Linked DNA regions of Sus scrofa: region 2 is linked to region 1. The links are chromatin contacts, called in public Hi-C maps. All regions are on one chromosome and are shown on one strand. Each heading gives the region's core, a stretch centred on a gene start, on an enhancer-like site or on the middle of the called end of the contact. The rest is flanking DNA. Distances are from core to core; before and after follow the strand shown. Region 1 holds the start of C1S (complement component 1, s subcomponent). Region 2 holds the start of C5H12orf57 (chromosome 5 open reading frame, human C12orf57).

The links. Hi-C and Micro-C count contacts between places; a contact is called where the count stands out from the background.
Region 2: a contact with region 1 is called in a Hi-C map of liver, with 7 times the contacts expected there. The contact joins the promoter of C5H12orf57 here to the promoter of C1S in region 1. A contact is called at or near these places in 1 of 5 promoter capture datasets (liver) and 5 of 47 Hi-C or Micro-C datasets (embryonic fibroblasts, epiblast stem cells, heart right ventricle and 1 more).

The regions. Positions count from the first base shown.
Region 1 is chr5:63,678,207-63,681,353 of Sscrofa11.1, forward strand. C1S (complement component 1, s subcomponent) reads right to left here and starts at 1,519. Exons shown (of 11, transcript NM_001005349.1): 1 at 1,456-1,519; 2 at 1,010-1,217; 3 at 345-522. The coding sequence starts at 1,460.
Region 2 is chr5:63,779,828-63,782,974 of Sscrofa11.1, forward strand. It overlaps C5H12orf57 (chromosome 5 open reading frame, human C12orf57), which reads right to left and starts at 1,480. Exons shown (of 3, transcript NM_001243445.1): 1 at 1,123-1,480; 2 at 672-848. The coding sequence starts at 1,174. It overlaps ATN1 (atrophin-1), which reads right to left. Exons shown (of 10, transcript XM_003126540.5): 9 at 3,066-3,147; 10 at 2,337-2,896. The coding sequence ends at 2,863.

The DNA.
Region 1 (3,147 bases), core at 269-2,768:
CATCTGCCACAGGTGTGGCATTAAAAAGACCAAAAAAAGAAAGACAAAAGAAAAGAGTTGAGGTGAAGATTAAATTAATATAGGTAAAATTCCTAACACAGTGCCCAGTTCACAGTGGTTCTCAGTAAGTTCCTGTTTATTATCTATTTGTGCTGCTATCATCGTATCACCACCAAGATACGATTATGTGTTTGTATTTCACAAATGTGATTCATGGAGGGATCCAAGCCAACCCTTCATAAGAGTTATAAACAGAATCCTCACTCCTTGCATTGCTCAATGTTTGTCCTGTTTTCAATCTTGTAGCTGGATCAGTGAGGTACACGGAGAAGGAAGAGCCTTACCTACGGCAACGTAGTAGGCGGCAAACCCAGTGAAACGCTCCTCATTGGAGAAATCCGACGTAAAAATCACCTGGAGTTTGTTATACGGGACTTGGAACTCTTCCACCACTGCGGACTTGGGGTTCTTGCTGGTCTTCTGTCCACAGAGTTTCCCTTCTTCACGTCCTCCTGACTTTATCTAAGAGAAGAGTCAAAAAGAGGCTGGGAATGGATATTTTGGTAGGAAGGTCAGAGCAAAGGGGGAAAGATGAGACCATTTCCCACAGGAGGACTTTGTGACTCCAGCTCACTGCATACCAGGGGCACTCCTGCTGGCAACCTCTCCTTCCAGCCCCCAACCCCAGCCCCATCCTTTATGTGCTTATTAGAACATACCTGCACTGGAGTTCCCATCGTGGCTCAGTGGTTAATGAATCTGACTGGGAACCATGAGGTTGCAGGTTCAATCCCTGGCCTTGCTCAGTGGGTTAAGGATCCGGCCTTGCCGTGAGCTATGGTGTAGGTCGCAGACGCAGCTCGGATCCTGTGTTGCTGTGGCTCTGGCGTAGGCCAGTGGCTACAGCTCCAATTCGATCCCTAGCCTGGGAACCTCCATATGCTGCAGGAATGGCCCTAGAAATGGCAAAAAGACAAAAAAAAAAAAAAAAAAAAAAAAAAGAACATACCTGCACTGAGTCATATGCACAGTTCTCTGACAGCTCTATGTCCAGGTGGGTGAAGTAAAGGTGGATCCCGTACCCTTCAGGAACTTCTATATCCCAAGATTTCTCTACCTCATTGGGGTAAGCCTGAGGATAGTTGGGGGACAGGATCTCCCCATACATAGTCGGCTCGGCATCAACCCACGCCAAAAGGGAAAGTAGGACAATGCACCTGAAAAAAAAAAAAAAAAGACACATGGAGAGGTGGGTGATGCAGGTGCCAACGGACGAGTGCAGGGAGAAGGGAGGGGAAAGGAGAAGGGCACCAGCCCATAGAGGAGACGCTTGGGTGGGAATGAAGCCAAAAGGCCCCATTAAAGCAAAACCCAGGCTTCAGATCTGAACCATTTTCTTGAGAAGATGAAGGGAACTGAGTCTGTGTACATCCCTGTGGATTCCTGATCACTTACCACATCCCTGGCAATTTGTCCATCCCTGGTGAACAGCTCTTTTGGTCCTGGCTCTTGGCACCTCTGGACTTTGGAGCCAAAGAGGTGCCAGGCTGTGTATTTGTCCAACAAACACAGATACCTGCTGAAGCAGTGAAGGATCAGTGTCCCCTTGGCAAAAATAACACAGAGAGTAAACAGAAGGATATCACTAATCATTGCCCCTGACACCCATCCTCTCACATGCTCCCTGTTTCTAAATTTTGTTTGGTTTGGTTTAGTTTTTTTTGTGGTTTTTTTTTTTTTTTTTTAATGGCCTCACCCAAGGCATATGGAAGGTCCCAGGCCAGAGATGGAATCCAAGCTGCAGCCAAGACCTACACCACACCTGAAGCCACGCTGGATCCTTTAACCTACTGCACCGGGCCAGGATTGAAACCGCATCTCCACATCCACCTGAGCCACTGCAGTCAGATTCTTAACCCACTGCACCACAGCGGGAACTCCTTCCTGGTTCTAAATTGAAACTAAATCTTATCCCTCTCCTGTGGTTTCTCGGGACCTTCTCCCAAGTTTTCTCCAAAATGAGAAGTACTCTCTCTCGAGTTTTCCTCTTCCTCTGTTTTCCTTCCTCACCCCCAACTGTCCCCTCCAGCCCCAACCCTATCAGCCTCTCTCTTGCTCTCAGAGAACCATATCCCCATTTCTACTCAGGTGTTCAGGAGTCTTTCCCCCTCATGACCATCCTCCTAGGACGGGTCTCCCCTCTCCTTAACACTGGGCTCCCCCCTTGGAGTTCCCGTCATGGCTCAGTGGCAATGAACCTGACTGGTATCCATAAAGATGAGAATTCTATCCCTGGCCTTGCTCAGTGGGTTAAGGATCTGGCATTGCTGTGGCTGCAGTGTAGGCCGGTGGCTGCAGCTCTGATTCCAGCTGGACCCCTAGCCTGGAACCTTCCATATGCCATGAGTGCAGCCCTTAAAAAAAGCAAAGCAAAGCAAAAAAAAAAAAAAACACCCCCCCACCCCTTATCACTTCGAACTAGCTCTCTTGACTATGTTTATTAGTGCATGGATTTCTGTGGATGCCCCAAATGACCACTGATGGAGGAATGAGCTTCTTTTCCCAGGGAAAAACCTGGGGAGAAGTGGTCTTGAGACAAGCTTGGGTGGGGAAGAAGAAAAGGTACATCTGAATGACAGGAAACATAAAAAGAGAGGAAAAGTATTCCCTCAATTTCCCAGGTCATTTTTCCAAGTTTTGGTTTTTTTTTAACTTTACTAAAAAGACAAGGCATTTCCCCCACAGTTCCAAAAAGTCCTGCCAAATATGTTTCTAACCCTGAAAACAGTGATAGGTGGTGAGGTGACACTGGGGTGGAGAGAGTCAACCTGAGAAATAAGGGGTCTATATTCTGCCTTCTTTTTGTTCTGCTCTTTCCAGCCCTCCCTCTTTGCCCCAAACCTTCTTATATAAAGTTTTCTGCCTTCCTTTTTCCTCCATCAAAGCTCTGCTCTTCGATTTCAAGGTTTTTACCTTCAGAAGCTGATGGGAGCAAGCGGGTCAGTCCCCTCTCTCTTGCCAGTGGGCATGCCCGGCGACCCTGCCGGCCCCCAGGAAGAGCAGCACAGGGCCCAGGCACCCCCTCTGCAGGAACCTCCGCCGGCCTCCCTGGGCTGATTCTGTCCCTGTGATTCTCTACTCCAGTGT
Region 2 (3,147 bases), core at 230-2,729, 100 kb after region 1:
TGCCCACCCCACCCCCCGGCCAGATAGCTAGCTGTCTGCAAAACAAGACTCATGCAGGTCTTTGCCCTGTGTGGTCTGGATCAACCCCTTCCCAGTCTACACTGGACACAACTGGCTGGGATGCAGTGAATGAAAATATCTCAAAGCAGTGTGTTCACCCCTATCACGTGAACCATTTTAACAATTTAGTCACAAGAGCACAAAGGATGCACATCAACCAGATTGCCAGTCCATAGCCAGGACAGAAGAGAGCTCTGGGCCAGCAGGGCTGAATTAATAAACACCCGGTTCAATAAACTGAACAGCCAACCCCGAGAGATCAGCTGGAACTGCTTGGAGGGGCTGCAGAAAGTTGCTGTCATGCAGACATCTCACTAAAAGCTATCAAAACGGGGTTAGGTTTCAGCTCTGCTGTGACCTGCCAACTTGGTTTACTACTACAGTCTGTTTCCTCATCTTAAAATGGGATAGCAATATAATTAATGGTAACTACAAAATGCACTTAAGACTTCACCTGGCTCAAGTTCACAGTAGACCCTGGGTTCTAAGTGCCAATACTGTTAGATTGTGGCTGCCGCCATGTGGCGAGAAAGGGGACGACGGCTCAGGGACGCGACGATCCATCGCCCTCTCCTCCACCCAGGCTACCTTCACTCCCCAGTCCGACCTACCTTCCCCGTCGCAGCTGAAGCCATAGGCTTTGATAACCTCCTGCTGAATCTGCGTGGCCACGGGCAGCACGAATTGCAGCATCTTACCCATGTCGTTGCACGCGTTATCACGAGCCTCGTCCATGCGCACGGCGTTCTCCGGGGCCGAGAACGCTTGGATCACCTCCGCCAGGACCACTGTGCGAAGGATGCAGCACAGGGCATCGGAACAAAGGGCACAAGGAAGAGGGCAAGGGAATTACTGGCCTGAAGCCGTAATAACCGAATCACTCGGCCCCCAAATCCCCCGCTTTAAGAAGCAAGGACCCCTCTTTGAAGGAGGATGGTACCGCGCGCCCCCAGTTCCCGGCGAATGCAGTCACATCTCTCGCCTGTGATTTCCTGCCCGCACCCTCCTCGGGCAGGAAGCCCACCCGGCAACTACCCACCCGGCAACTAGGAGGATTCTCACCCTTGGCCTGTTCCGCGCTCAAAGCAGCGGCTTGGGCCGAGGCGGACGCCATAGGACAAAAGATGCACGTGCAGCGGCGCCACGGAAACACTCCAGAAAAGCGAACCTTCTCCTAGTGCAGCTTCCCAGGCGGGTGGGGGTGGAAGGGAAGCTGTATCAGCTGAAGCCGGAAGCTTACTGATGGAGTCCCAACCTCCCCGCGCCCTCGGAAACAGGTTGAGACCTCGGATATTTAACTAAGACCAGTCAATCAGACACCAACTCGCTTACACCCCAACTCTTTCTATTGTTGAATACACTCTGGATTAAGGGTTTTCCGGTACAAACCGGAAAACCTGCTGGACAAATTCTAAAAGAGCTGTACACTACGAGAGCACAGCTCTGGCGAGAAGGCGGCATATCCGCAAACTCCACTATTAGTGAGGGTGAGTTCCGACCAGCGTTTCCTAATTCCTATTGCTGTACAAACAACGAGGCACATTGTAACTTTTAGAGGTGAAAACAGAATTCTAAAGAACTCTCTTAAACATTCGTTTCTAGAGTTTGGGAACGTTTGATACGAGTCTATGCAAATTACTTGATGCCGATTGGCTGAGAGCGAAGCCAGTCACTCCCCTTTTTAAGAACCGAGACGGGGCCTCGCGGCAGTGAAGACTTGACGCTAAAGCGGCTTTCGCGCTCTCCTAAAATGGCCTGGTGTAGGGGTGTGCAGTAACGCCCTATAATTTCCCTTCCCTTCAGGGCGTTAGAAATTGTCACCCACTCCCTCCTCAAACCTTAGAGCGCTTAAGACTTCAGGGTTCCAATTGCTTTAACCTATTGCAGCCACGCCCCCGACCCTCCAATTCATCAGTTTCTAACTCTTCTACGTTAAGAATTCAGGTCTCTGGCGGCTCCTAGCTGCGGGCACGGTGACAGAAACCCGTCTAAGCGGTTTCCTGGAGCAAGTCAGGGGCTTGCCTGTCGTAGGCCATCAGCTTCGTGACTGCCCACCATTGGAAGGATGGGACTCCACTCCAGCGGAGCCAGGTCTCCAAGGCCCTGGGCTCTTCCAGCTCCCCTCTCCAACTCTCCGGGGTCTCTATCCACTTCCGGACTAGCCTCCGGTAGTCCGGTAGCTTTCTCTCTAGGCGCTGGGCCGCCGCTGCCCAGAGACCCACATCACCACCCCGGCCCCCCATACCCCACAAAGAAACAGCCACAGCCATCTTCCTGGGGAGTCGTGAGGATGTTTTTGTTTGGTTGGTTTTGTTTGGGATATTTTTTAAAGAGCATCATATAGATATTTATATATATAAATTATTAATGTGGGGGAGGGGCAGGGGCATACATCGCAGTGGGAGCGCGCACACGGGGACTGGGGAGGGGCAGGGCGGCACACGATGCTACGCAAAACAGCCACATCTAACAGATGAAATAATCACACCAACGGGGTGGGGGAGGGGCGGTGGCCGCGGGGACGGGGGCGGGGGCGGGGAGGGGGGGGAAAGCCGGGGGACAAGGGAGAGGGAGCGGTCCAAGAAACTGTGCGCTTTCTGCCCCCACCCCCTCCACCTCCCCACCTCCGCACGCACATCACAGGAGCCTTGGCCTTCCATCTGTCCCTTCCTTCCTCCCTCTAGCCCAGAAGCCCCAGGCCCTGGGGCTGAGCAGCACCCCCTCTCGGCTGGGTGGCAGGCGGGGAGGGAGGCCTCCAGAGTCCAGATGCAGGGGCCGCGGGTGCTCTCTTGGTCGCAGGTTCTACAGCGGCTTGTCGCTTTCCTTCTTCAGGTGACTGGGGGAAGAGGGGGTGCAGAACAGGGCCTGAGAGACTGAGACCCATCCTGACCCGACCTCTCTCACAGAGGATGGTGGGGGAGGGGTTCCCTGCCTCGGGGGCCTCACCCCATCCCAGACGGGCTAAGTAGCATCCCATTGGCCTGGCCTAGGGTGCCCTGTGGTACCTGTAGTAATCCTCCTGGGCAGGCAGCGGCACACTGTGCAGTGGGTGATGGGCGTGCAGCCACTGCTGCTGCTCCAGTGCCA